Regions from separate parts of the Podarcis muralis genome. Here region 2 is linked to region 1. A link is a contact called in public Hi-C data. All regions are on one chromosome and are shown on one strand. Each heading gives the region's core, a stretch centred on a gene start, on an enhancer-like site or on the middle of the called end of the contact. The rest is flanking DNA. Distances are from core to core; before and after follow the strand shown.

Region 1 (7,387 bases), core at 1,871-4,370:
CCTAAAAAGGTGGAGGACGAAATAACTAAAATAATAATAAAATGCCACCTTTCAATAGATAAAACCATGCTCAAACCAGCTTACAACATGAAAAGATTTACATAAGTACAAAAGTAGTCATAAACAACAATCAAAACACATCAAAAAGCACAAGACAAAATTCCCACATAAAGCACAATAAGAGCTAAAAAAAAGATACAATAATTATTACAGGCAGTGAATATTTTGTGTGGGGTTCTGTACCTTGCCTCATGTGCGTCGGTGGAGAACACATAACCCTGCCTTGCCCCATTATACCCTGCCCTTTTCCGGGTTCAAAAGGATCTGCACATCAGCGGTCGCATGCCAATTGGACACATGCAAAATTGGTTCTGCCTGTATCAACAACAACAAATTAACAACCCCCCAAAACAATACTCCAACCCAAGAGTCCGATGGGCAGCCTTAGCTTTTGTAGTTGGAATCCATCAATCAGGCCTCACCCTCCCAAGCCAGATGGGAAAAGGCTGACAAGGCAGAGAGCAGGTCTTCCAGGACTCACAGCCAATAGATACAGGCAAAGCCTGTTGTGAGGTGCAAAGCTGTGGCATTAAAGGGGCAATTGTGAGCATCAGTCTAACTCCCCAGATAACAAAGCTCTCCCGCTTCTATTCCAATGCATCTCCCTACCCCTAGAGAAGACTGTTCACATGTACCTGTGGAGGAACCCCAATGCGTCTGCTGTGGAATCCCTGTGCATTGCAGATGAAACTGCAGCATATTCTTCTGTAGGGCAGTCGTCTTCAGTTGGCTTGTACACAATCTGGGTCATATCCAATCCAATGCTCCATGAACTATCTCCTTTTAAACAAACAGAAAAGAAAAGAAGACGGAGAGAGAGCATGTTGTTTCCTGCCAGAGTACAATGAGAAACCCCCTTCCATTCCCCCACATACAGAAGCCAAGCAGCCTTGCAAATGGATCATACTTCAGCACAGGCCATGGGGCGTGTCATCCACTGTACCCGAAGAGAGCAGGCTTGGTTACAGGGTGCAGGCTACACACAAACTGCCCTGTATTTTGAGCCCTTGCCACCACTTGCTCATTGATCTGCCCAGCACCTGCCTGCTATTGCTCAAACAAATGCTGTAATACAGGAGTGGCCCTGCCAGCATGCATTGCATGAGAATGGCAACACGTGCCCCTGCATGATGCCTGCTGTTTTGTGTGGCCAGGTGTGTTGGGTTTGCTCTCTGTATGGTGAGTGAGGCCTACCAGGTGCCCTCATCTATATTGGTAGCCAGATTGAGGCTTTCCTCTCACTCGGGCACTTGACGAAATAGGATTCAGACTTTATATTAGTGTGACAGTACATCTCCCCCACCTCTGTGTAATATAGTGTTTAATGTACTGATTTGATTGGTTGACCCTTTATAGCTGTTGTTTAACAACTGTAAGTCAGCTAGAAACTGCTTTGTATTGGGCAACTAGCAAATGTAGTAATAATGATTTTTAAAAATTGTGTTTTATTGATTACACATGGAGTAAAAAACTAGGACACAACGAAAACAAGCCTCTTAGTCACCCCACCCCACCCCATTCCTCATTGCTGAAGGATAATGCAAGGAAAGGAAAAAGAATTTAATCCAGGATGCTGCTCCAACACCTGGCATGCGTTGCAGATTATATCCATGTTTTTACGATGATGAAGTTATTATTACTAATACTAATTCTTATCCTTTGGTGATCACCTGTAGCCGAGTAAGATTGTCTTCCATAAACACGGTCTTAACAGTGAGTCCGTAAGGGACTGCGGAGGTGAATTCTGGATCCACACGTCCTTCCACAGTGGGGACATAGGTTTCCGGGTGGGAGTAGATCATGGTAGGGGTTTGCCAAACGTGCCTTCCTCTTAGCGCGTTTCTCCTTTTCGCTCAGAGTTTGTGCTTCTTCAAAGTCCATGATACCTTTGGTAAAGGCTGTTCTCCAATGGGAGCACTTGCAGGCTCCCATTGTTTCCCAGTTGTTGGTGCTTATACTGCATTTTTAAAGACTTGCCTTGAGCCAGTGTGGTGTAGTGGTTAAGAGCAGTGGACTCGTAATCTGGTGAACCGGGTTCGCGTCTCCACTCCTCCACACGCAGCTGCTGGGTGACCTTGGGCTAGTCAAACTTCTTGAAGTCTCTCAGCCTCACTCACCTCACAGTGTGTTTCAACCTAGCAGTTCGAAAGCACGTCAAAGTGCAAGTAGATAAATAGGTACCGCTCCGGCGGGAAGGTAAACGGCGTTTCCGTGTGCTGCTCTGGTCACCAGAAGCGGCTTAGTCATGCTGGCCACACGACCAGAAGCTGTACGCCAGTTCCCTCGGTCAATAAAGCAAGATGAGCGCCACAACCCCAGAGTCGGTCACGACTGGACCTAATGGTCAGGGGTCCCTTTACCTTTACCGTCTGTTGAGCGTAGGGGGCATATTTCCCATAGATGGCCTTTGTGACTTTAAAGAAACTGTGCATCATGTGTGTCGGCTAAGAGAGGGATCTCTTGAGCTTTTTTATCCACTGGGAATTCTTTAGGTCTCTGGTTCTCCTCAGCCTTAGGGCTGGCCTAAGTTTTTTTTCTTAGTGGCGCTGTTTCTATCTCTGCCAGATTATCATTATTAGCATTAGTAATAATACTAATGTGGGGTAGCGTTTTGGACCTGGGAGACCTGGGTTCAAATCCCCACTCAGCCATGAAGTTCGCTGTGTGTCCTTGGTCCAGTCACAATCTCTCAGCCTAACCCACCTCACTGGGTTGTTATGGGACTAAATGAGGCAGGGGGTGTGGAGGGGGAGAAGCATGTACTGGAAGCTACTGGGAAGGTGGGCTCTAATAAATGCAGTAGATGAGGCAATGCCTAGTTTGTGCTAGGTAATTTCCACAGCAATGCCTTGAAGCAAACTGCACACACTCTCTCTCTATATATACAGTACAGTATTCCGTTTTCCTGGAGAGGCTCCCACTCAGGCAGGCCTTGACCCCCTCCCGCTCCCCGCCAGCCTACAAGGGACGCCCCCGCCCCTCTTTCCTCGACGCCCCGCCCGCTGCCCCCTCCGCGCTCCCTCCGCCGAAGAGCGGCCCTCCCTCCGGGCGGACCCCGCTCAAGCCCCTCCTGCTCCAGTCGGCAGCAACCCGGAAGCGGGCGGTGCTGGAGTCGGAGCCGTTTCCTGCCCGGGAGACAAGCGGCCAGGGTGGGATCTGTTGCAGCGGACCTGATCCGGAGCCATGACTCACCAGACCGGCATCCACGGTAAGGAGAGCGGGGAGCCGCTCACCCCCCCCTTTTGCCTCTGCGCCTGGGCAGCTCCTTGGCGCCCGCCCGGACCCCGAAGGCTGCCCCGAGCGGCCCGCCGGACGCCAGCTGCCCCTCCACCCGTGCAGCCGCGCCCCGCTCCGAATCTGCCTTTCCTCTGCCCTCCTCGCCCCTGTGCCTTGCTCGATGCAGCCTTGCATCTCCCTTTGCAAGGCAGCAGTTAAACGAGCTGGATCCTGTTATTATTATAATAATCCCGCTGTCTGTTTGGAAAGGGATGCTGCACCAGCGGCGGCGTCTGTTCTGGGGAGGCTTCTGAAGCCCAGGGGCATCCGTGCGAAGGTGGCTGGCTGGCTGGGGGACATGCCTTGAATTGAAGGCTAACTGGCTGCCTTGGAGCCCGGAGATCTCGCAGGCTTCTGGTGTTTCGACCTTGCACCCCCCCCCCCCACAAGGCAATGAATGCCCCCCTGAAGCACCATTTCTCCCAAATGCCTGACTAGCCCGCAGTCACCTGAGAGAATCCATTTTCTTAGGTGCTCGTCCAATGGCTGTAAAGAACACCAGTTTTCCTTAACAGAGTTTGCACAGTTTACCTGGAGCGGTTGGTTCTGGGTAAAAACTGGTATATTCTTCATAGCCCCTGCTGGCTTTGACTCGCCTGGATTTTCCAAAAAACACCACCACCAAACCCCGGTGTGAGGATCATCTTTCCTACCCAGCCCTTAGACCCCACAGATGCATATGTTCTGAATGACTGTGGCTCTTTGGGAGCCCTGAAATTCCTTTAGCCCCTTCTCTTTTACATGTGATTTTCATATTTGTGCAGCAGCTTCTTTCCTGTAAAAGCTGCAAAGGCACCCCACAGCACTTGTTTTGATGCCAAGCCTGAGACGGCTGCTTCCTGAGCTTGTATTTCTCTGCAAAGGATCTGTAGGTAGCAGCTCTTCTCACCAGAAATGTGTCAGCCTTTCCTCTGCTTCTCCATTATCTCTTAACATGTTCAGCTCCGCAGCATGAATCATAATTGCAGGAACCATTTCCCTTTCTGCGTAGCAGGCAGCTCCTTCGCTTCAGTGTTCCTCTCTGTCTCTGCCTTTAGCTTTCGCCCGGTGATCACACAAAAGATAATCACAAACATTAATATTCTCAGGTTCTATATGCATGCTACGATGTTGCTGAAATGCAGTGCAGGATTGCAGCATAGGATGGCAGTACTTCAGAAGGCAAAGTGATGCAGAATGTACATTACTATAATTCATTAAACAATTGGGTATGATGTATGAGAATTGTACTGATCAAATTACTGGTAACCATGGCAAAAAAAAAAATCTATGCCCTTTGTCCTCCTATTTTTAACTTCTTACGAAGAATTTCCAGAGATAAAAGGATGCAGAATGTCACTCCAGGCCTAATCCAAACCTAGTGTTGTTTCAGTTTTAATCCTACAAAGAAAATGCAGACGTCTCATGTTGCGAAAATCTTTGCAGGCTGCAATAATCCAAGAGGGATTGATCGCTATGAGGATACAATTTGATATGACAGAGCAGCAAGAAATGTGATTGGAACCAGGATAATTTCTTAAGAAAGCACTCTGCAAATGCTCTCCTAGGTCATGTTTAAACACCCATATTTAACCTTGAACTATTCTTTTGGGTGGGTTGGATCTCTGACGAGGATTTTCAGGGTTATCACAAGATTATGTTTCTTAGGAGTGTGATAAAGTGATGACCAGGATTTGTAAAATTAATTCATATTTATAATGTAGAAATACTGTTAAGGTAGGTGTTGGAGTACCTGAAGACCTGGCTGAATCAAACATCTGGATTTTACTGTAGGGAACAATTGTATGGGTACTGGTAGCTTTCAAACTTTTAATAACTGTTGTCTTTACATGTGTAATTCTGTAGTGGCTGCAGAGATCTTACAATTTCAGTTCATTTAGCAGCAGTAATGAGTTATTGGCCTCTGCAGCCACAGCAGATGCTGTGATTCACCAGCAGTTTGACCTCACCACCAGAGGTGCACTCCATTGTCTCTTGTAATTTAAGGGTCCTTCATTAGTTTTGGATTAAAATATATCCTTGGATTTGAATTAGTTATATGTGGCAAGGAGCATATAGCTGACTCCAGAATGAACTATATTACATTTTTCTTCCACATTTCTTCCCAAGAAGCTCAAGGCAATGCATATACTTCTCTTCTTTCCCACATCACCTTCTGAATAACCCTTCAAGGTAGCTCAGGCTGAAAAACTGGCCCATAGTCACCCCGTGGGTTTCATGGCTGAGTGGAGATTTAGCCTTGATCTCATTGGTTCGACTGCAGGTCTTTGACTAGTAGACCACATCATCTGTCACCACACACCTGCTACACACATGTGTACAATGTCATGCTTGGAAGTAGATACAGGAGTATCATGAGCCTTCTGCAGTGTGTAGACATCAGGTGTGCTAAATCAACCTTCTGAAACCCGAGAGAGGCTCTTTCTGGGAGTGGCAGTAATTGTTCATAGTCTCACACACTGTAGGTGGTGGTCCATTAATTTCAGCATTCTAAGAACAGGACTGGACTTCAGGATATAACTGATTAGAGCCTTTGCTCTTGTCTGGCATCTTGTTCCATATGCATCATGTCTCTCAGTACAGCTATAGTTGCTTCTGGAATAAAACAGAACTTCTGCATGATCGTGGACTGATTTTGCACCCTCGGATCCACTCCTTCCTTGTTCTCTTGCTACAGGTCTGTTTACATGATGAAAGTTTGAGTGAGTGGTGTTCTGACACCTTGACAACACCTTCATCACTTTATTTGTGCAGTAGATTTTGCAGTTTCCCATAACCGAAAGCAAACCCACAGCAGATGAAAATGTGGAAGAACAGGGGTTTGCCCACTAGCTACTGGAATTTATTGCTTGTGTAACCAAACCTGAGGCAAGCCTATTGACTTGGATTAAGAACTGCAATTTAATAGTCCTGTTAACTACAGCATCTTTAGATTTTTTGTAAATGGGACCTGATGAAATCACAGGCTTGCGTTTTCTTTAGTTATCTAAATACTTTGATGCTTTGCCTGGGGAAGGTTGACTTTGCTTTGACATAAGTAATTTTTCTTGTCTCTATTTATTATGTGCTGAAATGTCTCCTAGGGTAGTTGACATATTTTTTAAATTGCTACAGAAGAAGATGCTGTGATGTAGCTAGGTATGGGAAGGGTTCATTTGAGGTTTTGTTCATTGTAAACAAACTGAAGGCAGAGATGGTGGATCGCTCTTCCCCCTATATAGTTTAACTACCTTGAAATCTCAATTGAGGTTTTAAATGTGCTATAAATTATGTAACATAATCAATATAAGTATGTAGGAGCTGGAGATGCTAAAGACCTCCTGGGTCAGCTTTTTCGCCACTCTTGACGATGCAGAATTGTTACCTACTATAGATTCTTCCAGGACTTGTCCACTTCAATTGCAGTGTATCATGCACTGATGTTTCCCCCCCTCCCAGCGGTCTTCAGGCGTCTGTTGTGCAAAGCAATAGATCTTGAAATACCTGAATGCTTCCTGTTGTTAAACACCTTGGTGAGATTCTTTTGGCAAGAACTTTACATTTATGGTCCCTATTACTTAGTGGCTCAACCACTACTACTTGGCAATGGAGCAAACTGTATTTTGGCCTCTGCTCCACAAAGAGTTTTTGTGAGAAGCAAAGAAGGGAAATCAGTTTCCTGATCAACAAGTACATGGGAGAAGTTGGAAATGCTGTAATGAGGAACACAGACTATGATTTCCTTATGACGATACTATCCTTAGAAAATGCTATCCTGATACATTTTTGTTCGTGTTTCATATTCTCATTTAAAGTGCCATAGGACTTTGGGATACATGGGTTCAGTGCTGATGATCTCCACAAATGTGTTAAGTCCAAGTAAAGCATGCTTTGGCCTCTCAGGGGTAAGAACCAGAGTCAGCACTGGCGTGTTGTGCTTAATAATGCTCAGTCCTATATATAATTTCTGTTTCCTTTGTTTCTGATTGTAAATGAGACCACCAGACTTTGGAGTCCAGGACTCAACCTTCCATGCCTTTAAGCTAAAATTTAAATTGCTGTTATAGCTTGA
Region 2 (7,387 bases), core at 2,742-5,241, 160 kb after region 1:
GGACCAGGGGGAGGGGAATTGGGGAGGGGGTCCCACTGTGTGAGCAAACCTTGTTATGTGCAAACAACTTAGCTGAATCTCATCCAGAGGTTTCTACACACCACCTCCATATGAAACATTCTCCAGGTATAGGCAATACATACACAGGGTTATATTTTGAAGACAAAGTTGTGAAATTGCTACTTTGACTTGTGATGGGTTTGCTCTACCGACAGATGGGCTGCAAAGGGGGTGCCTGTTACCTACACACCTATAATTCTCCCAGTCCTTTGGGTGTTCAGAATGACTCAGCAATTAGACCTTGAAGGTAATCAGAGGGAGCAGGGAGGAGGTGAACTTCCATGAACTCCAGTGGCGTTCACCTGATACTAATCTTGGCATCCGGCCTATTTGTGTCAATGTGTCCCTGAGTGCAGCACAGGTTGTGAACTTTGTTGACCTTCGCATGCAAACGCCAGCCCAAAGGAGTGTGTGTGGTGGTCCAGCAACAGAATGAGTACACATCAAGGCCAGAACTTTGCACAAAATGAATGTCATGATTTCCCCCCTCCTCTTTAAAGGAATGTTTATTAAAAGGCTAAGTATCTCCTGCGTCAGAAGTTTCAGAACACTTGTTCTCAGGTTTTTGCTCAGTCATCCCTGCCTCTTTCAAAAACCTTGACTCCTCCTGAGCTTTCCAAGTGATGGTTGGGCAAAATGTTCTCCAAGCCCAGTTGCTCAGCTGGTCTTCTGCTCTTCCTTGGGTACGTTGTCACTTGTGCCAGTGTTGGTTCCTCTCCTGCCCTGCTTCAGAATGCCATGAAGAGGCAAGTCCCTCTTTCCATTTCCTGTAGATCTACATATACCGTATCTTCTGCAAGAAGGGGTTTCATCTAAAGGTTTTGAAAGCTGGGTTGCTTGGAAGGGAAACATCCTCACACCATTAGAATACAGGCACACTCATAATTAACGACCCACTCTTACAACTGAGGATTCTGGATTAAGGGATGCATATTTTTAAAGAGCTACAATTGTGGAACAGAGTCAGACTCATTTTCAGACAATTTAAGAAGATCCAAAACATCCACCTTCTAGTCCCTCTCCCAGCTACACACACACACACTCCTCTGCATTTGCCACACAACCACACAAAAGCTGCCTCAGCCATACATACGTTCCCTCTCGACGTTTTCTGAATTAGAGATACCATCTCTTCTTACATAAAAGGTCATCAAACTAATTTGCTCTCTGAATTTCTATGACAGGAAAGAGTCCATTACTGTGAAAACAGTTCTCTCTGCTTCTCCCACCCCCACCCCCACCCCACCCCTGCATCTGTTGTGTCCAGAGATGGAGGAAGGGGGGGGGGAGGACACTGATAGGCATTTTATTTTCTTCTACAGTACTTAGTGGCTGAGTTAGTATTTCATTAAATTAACCCAGATAACTGGAATTTGAGACAGACATAGGAATATAGGACACAGTCTTATACTGAGCCAAAGCACTGATCTACCTTTGCTGACTGGCAATGGGTCTCCAGGATTTCAAGCAAGGATCTCTCCCAGCCCTGTTTGGACATGCCAGGGAATAAAATCTGGGTCCTTCTGCATGAAGAACATATGCTTTTAGCCTAGGATATCCTATCCAGTAGTGAAACATTTTTTTTAATAGAGAGAGACCAGGAAATGCAAGTAAAAAAGAGCAAAGGCCCATCCCAGCACTGCTACTTGAGATCTTAAAACACACACAGAGAGAAACTGGCAATGTCAGGGATTCAACCTAGGATCTTAGAGATGTAAAGCAGGCACACTTATCATTCATCTCTCTGTGGTGAAATACCAGCCTTACCTGCACTGCAGGGATTTTCTCTACCCTTCTTACAGGACTAGCAAAGAACTCAAAGGCAATACAAAGTCAATACTCAGAAAAACCGTTTGTTACAATTCAGCAGCATACAGCGGGTTTTCCCAGGGGAAAGCGGGGAAAGCAGAAGTGTGGCCGAGCCTTCAAATATTTCAGATTAGACATTGTATTCAATAGATCATTTTACTAGCACTTTTCTAACACCTAGATTTTAGTCGCCATCTGGTGGTTCCAATATGGAACAACTTCCACCATTGGAGGAACTTGTTAACGTGCGTTTTCCAAAATGAGGGTTGATCAGTTAATGAAGGCAGGTCCAAAGTCTGTTTTGGGGGCCTAATCCGGTTCCTGTAGCAGTATATGTCCTGGGGTAAAATCCTAAAAAAAGCTTAGCAACTCCAATCCTAAAAAAAGCTCAAGAACTTTGGTCAGCCCTCATGCATATTCACTTCATCAAATCTGGCCCTCTTTGAAAAAAGTTTGGGTGCCCCTGAGTTAATGTAATTTATAGAAAAGAAAGTTTTCTTCACAGTTAAGACTAGCTCATAGGAATGTAGTAAGCTTCATTATATCAAATCAAATCAAACCATTGGTACATCTAACTCAGCATTGTCCACACTGACTGGCAGGGGCTTTGCTGTGGATTGAACCCGGGACCCCAAGGAAAAGGCAACTCAATGCAACTGAGCTCCTATATTGTTCAGTGATGCATACTCCTGAATAAGCACTTTCTGCACTTTTCCCAAGTCACAGTTACTTGGGAGTAAATCTCACTACACTCAGCGAGAATTACTTCTTGAGCTAACATGCATAGGTCTGTTCTTTTAGGCACCCTTACTTGGGAAAAAATACAGATGAGATCAGTGGTGATTACTTTTGCATCAAAATGCACTGGAAGTAGGACTGATTTACTTTTCCATTAAAAAAATCACATTCATATGTTGCTGGACCACGGCTCCTATCAGCCCAGCAGTGCTGGACAATGTTTGTGGTAAACTGCTCAGTGAATTATAACAACAACAACAATTTATTTATACCCCACCCATCTGGCTGGGTTTCCCCAGCCACTCTGAGCGGCTGCCAGCAGAATATTAGTAATAATAAAAAAGCGATAAAACATCAAACATCAAAAACTTCCCTAAACAGGACTGCCTTCAGATGTCTTCTAAAAGTCAGGTAGTTGTTTATTTCCTTGACATCTGATGGGAGGTGTTCCACAAGGCGGGTGCCACTACTGAGAAGGCTCTCTGCCTGGTTCCCTGTAACTTGGCTTCTCACAGTGAGGGAACCGCCAGAAGGCCCTCGGCGCTGGACCTCAGTGTCTGGGCTGAACAATGGGGGTGGAGACGCTCCATCAGGTATACTGGACCGATTAAATAAATAGTAGGGCCCTCAGTATCTAGCCATTTCCAACCTGACTCCCCCCCCCCCCCCAGTCTTAGGCTGTAATCTTGTACACTTTCCTCGGAGTAAGGTTTTCTTCCTTTATTGCATTTATATCCTTCAAGGAGCTCAAGGAGGAGCACATAGTACTTCTCCTCTGCATTTTATCTTCACAACAACCTTGTGAGGTAGGTGAGCAGAGCCGGATTTAGGTTTGCTAAGACCCCAAGCTACTGAAGGTAATGGGGCCCTTTATATGTCCAGCAGTCCCTTGTCAACAACAAATTGTCACTGTCTTTTGTGTTGAATATATGCTATATGGCAATTTATGGACTTAATAGCCATTTGCCACGGTTGCTGTATGTAGTTTTTATTTTATTTGTTTTTTATCTTACATTTTGGAAATGTACATCCAGGTTTTTTCCCCCTTTAAATTTTTTTTGGGGCCCCAAGAGAGTGGGGCCCTAAACTATAGCTTGTTTAGCTTATACGTAAATCCGGCACTGTAGGTGAGGGGAGAGGGAGTGCCTGGCCCAAGGTCACCTAGCGAGCTTCATGGCTGAGTTGGGATTATGAACCCTGATCTCCCAGGTCCTAGTAAGACACTCTTAACTTTTGCACCACTGAACTCAACGAGGCTTATTCCTGAGTAGTTATATTCATCCATCCATCCATTGGAGACCCCTGCATGCCACATTCTGGCGCCGAGAGCGTCTCTCGTGCAGCATGAGCTCCCCGCCCCCTTCGATTTGAAAACCAAGCGCCGCTCCCTCCATTCAAAGGACGACGCTTTCCAGTCGGCGGACATTTTCCCGCTCGCTGCCCCGCCTCCCCTTTAAGCGCACGACGCCGTTACTAAGGCGGCCCGAGGAGCGGGCAAACTGAATCGCTCCGGCTGCGAACAGCAGCGGCGGCCCGTCGGTTCCGCTCCGGCTCCCGCAGCGCCATGGCGTTCGCCTGCTTGGTAAGGGGCCGGGGTGGAGCGGGGCCGAGGAGGGTCGGGCAGCCTGGCAAGCGGGGCTTCGAGGCGGCAGGAAGAGGGACGCCCCTCGGAGCAGGGCGGGCGATGGAGACCGCGGCTGCTCTGTCGGCACAAGTTTGCAGAGCCGCGGCTGCCTGATAGCAGACAAAAAGGGGTCGGTGGGTGGGGGGGCGACCAACATCACACGTTCCTCTATTGCAGTTCTTCCCAAACTTTTTTTGGCCAGGCCCCACCTAAGCATTTCTAAAATCCTAAAGCGCCGCCCCCCGACATATAATGCTTATTACAGTATTCAAAAAGTGAACTCCTATTCACATGGAGGAAGCCTAAAAGGCCATTAACTCTTCATAACTCATTCTCGAATTGCCCCCCTTAAAAATCAATTTGCCCCCCTGTGAAACCATGGCTCTATTGGGGCTGTCTAAGAAGTCACAAAGAGAGGAGCCAGCATTTACTTCTCATAAATATATGGGGGGGGGGGGGGAGAGAAAATAGGGTTTGAGAGCGAAGTACGTTGTTTCGGCGCAATGTTAAAAGCTCCTGCCTGTAACACGCTTAAAAATGGCACTTTGGGCTTGAAGTCGGTTGGATTGTGCTTGGTGCAGGAAGAGCTGTTTGCCTTTCTGGGTCTAGGAAGTCCTGCCACCTGTCTCTGCCCGCCCCGTTAAATAACAGCTACAAGAGAGTAAGTCAGGGACCATTTCGGCTTTGCAGAATCCCTCTGCTGGGAAAAGCATCACCTGAATGTCTGCCAGGAATCATTGTAATGAATAAAGACACCGGCGGGGGTGGGGAAGGCTATGGGTCCGGATGTGTTGTCACAGTTTGTCAGATTTGGGATGATTCTGATTACTTCCTAAGACCAACCCTGCCCATTTTTGCTTCTTTGCAATTTTAGGTTGTATTGTTTTTCACATTGCTCCCCTGAGTGGGTTTTGTCGGGATTGTTTTGCCTGACTTGCAGGAACTAACTACCTGAAAAACAACGTGTAGCATTCTTGAGCATTGCTGTTTTTATATCATTTTAGTGGTGCTGTAAAAAAACAAAAAACCTAAAAACGTTTTTAGATCAAATACCACAATCCCCTTATTGCTACTTAGAAGCAGTGCTTTTTTTCCAGGGGGAATTCAGGGGTATGCAGTACTGGCACTTCTTTTTTGTTGTTGAAAAGTGTAGCACTTACTATAACAACTTCATGGTGAGTACCGGTACTGATTTTTCTAGGAAAAAAACCCACTGCTTAGAAGTAATGTTGCTTCTAGGTATTCATTCTGATCTGTTTGCACAAAGTTTGCAGGAAGGTTATTTAACAAGCATTCGTTCTGATTTGTGTTTGTGGGTGTTAGACAGCGCTGCATCAAGCAAATGACTTCCACACTTTCCAGTGACTTTCCTGTCAATTTCCTTACAGCAAAAAAAGTCTGATTTGTGGGGAGAAAATGGATTTGTTGCATGAGAGCTCCAAATGATCCTCAGTTTGCCTGTTGCTGGATTTGAGCCCCACTCCAAATAGCGACGATCTGGAAGCTCCCTAAGTCTCCATTGATTCTAGGAGAGTTTCCAAGGAAATGTACTTAGGATTGTGATGTAATAGCTGCTACACACAATACATTTTATAGAGACAGGTGTGTACACCTGTGGCTGAAAATATGTATGTTGCATGTACACCGTATATCAGTGTTCACGTTATATAAACTGTAATTCTTAGAACTGTTCTATAAAAAGTTATCACAAGATTTAGTGATGGCCACAACTTGATGCCTTTAAAAGAGGATTAGACAAATTTATGGAGGATAAGGCTATCTCAGTGGCTACTTGCCATGATGTCTGTTTCAGAGGCAGTACAGTATGCCTTTGAATACCAGCTGCTGGGGATCATGATCAAAGAGGTGCAGTTGCACTCATGTCCTGTTTGTGGGCTTCCCATAGTCATCTGGTTGGCCAGTGTGAGAACAGGATACTGTACTAGAGGTTTGGTCTGATCCAGACATTTGGTCTGATTCAGCAGGATCAAACTGTTGTCATGGGCACCTTAAGGACTAACAAACTCAATAGATGGTGTTGGCTTTTGTAGGCTAAAGGCTATTTCATCTTCCTTTTTTATATTAAAATCCATTTTGGATAGCTTTCTTCCCAAAAATTATCCCAGGTTTATGTGTATGGTGTTTAGTAAAATTAAATTTTACACAAGAACATCCAGTTTATGTAACAGGATGAGCTGGAGTATTCAAGTTAAACCAACTTGCAATTTGAAACTGCTAAACAAATGCAAGAAACCTGGCTTTTGCAGTTTTAGCAGGAATTGATAACACACAGACAAATATATTCACAGTCACAAGTGATAGAATTTTTTTTTTAAATGAGTACGGACTTTATTAGGAAGCTGAATTCTGAACTCTGCTTCTTTGGAATAATAGTTTATATACAGCCCTGCACTGATCCTTCCAAAGAAGTATTTGTGTGTTGAATGTTGAGAGTATCTAATCAGAGTATTAAAGTATAATCCTTGGGCAGAGCTCTGTAGCTTAAAATGGCCTTGTGTATCCTAAACTGGATTCTGAAGAAAAGAATCCCAGGAAGAGAGGTATACTGCAAAGCTCAGTGTACAGAATATACATGTGTGAGTTTGGTGCTTGGCATTTGTCTCTGCCGGTATTGCACTTCCCACAGAGTATGCAAAATGGTACAGTATTTAAATGCTTACATTTAAGAACATGGCTCCAGCATTTTTGTGAAATAAAAAAAAAATCCGTATGAATTCCTTCCTTATCCTCTACTCTCCTTGCCTTTGTGTGTTTTGTAGTTGTTAACTTTTTTACTGATAAGAAATGCATTGGAAAACAAAAAGAAACAACAACTAGCAGTGCTTGATTTATAACATAGAACACAATTACTTTATAATACAATCATTGGACATCCAGAAAGTATGATGTTTTGCACAGCGATTCTGGATCACAACTAGGATTTTGTCCTCAGTATCACTTGGCACTCCTGCTCTCATTTTGAAAAGATATCTATCCATACAGTATTATGCAAATAAAAGAAATAAATTGATTGAAAATGTGTTGTAACATTTGAATAAATGTTTTTAAATTTTAAAAAAAGAAATATTTTGGTAATATACTATACTATGCTACACTGAAATGTTAAATTGTTTTTTGATTATCATTGAATCTTTC

Evidence for each region. A called contact is a pair of places that touch in the nucleus more often than the background predicts.
Region 2: a Hi-C map of tail shows a contact between it and region 1, with 2.5 times the contacts expected there. The contact joins the promoter of POC1A here to the promoter of TWF2 in region 1. A contact is called at or near these places in 2 of 3 Hi-C or Micro-C datasets (blood and tail).

Annotation. Positions count from the first base shown.
Region 1 is chr2:74,014,637-74,022,023 of rPodMur119.hap1.1, forward strand. TWF2 (twinfilin actin binding protein 2) reads left to right here and starts at 3,121. Exons shown (of 10, transcript XM_077924788.1): 1 at 3,121-3,268. The coding sequence starts at 3,244.
Region 2 is chr2:74,176,993-74,184,379 of rPodMur119.hap1.1, forward strand. POC1A (POC1 centriolar protein A) reads left to right here and starts at 3,992. Exons shown (of 11, transcript XM_028718767.2): 1 at 3,992-4,189. The coding sequence starts at 4,172.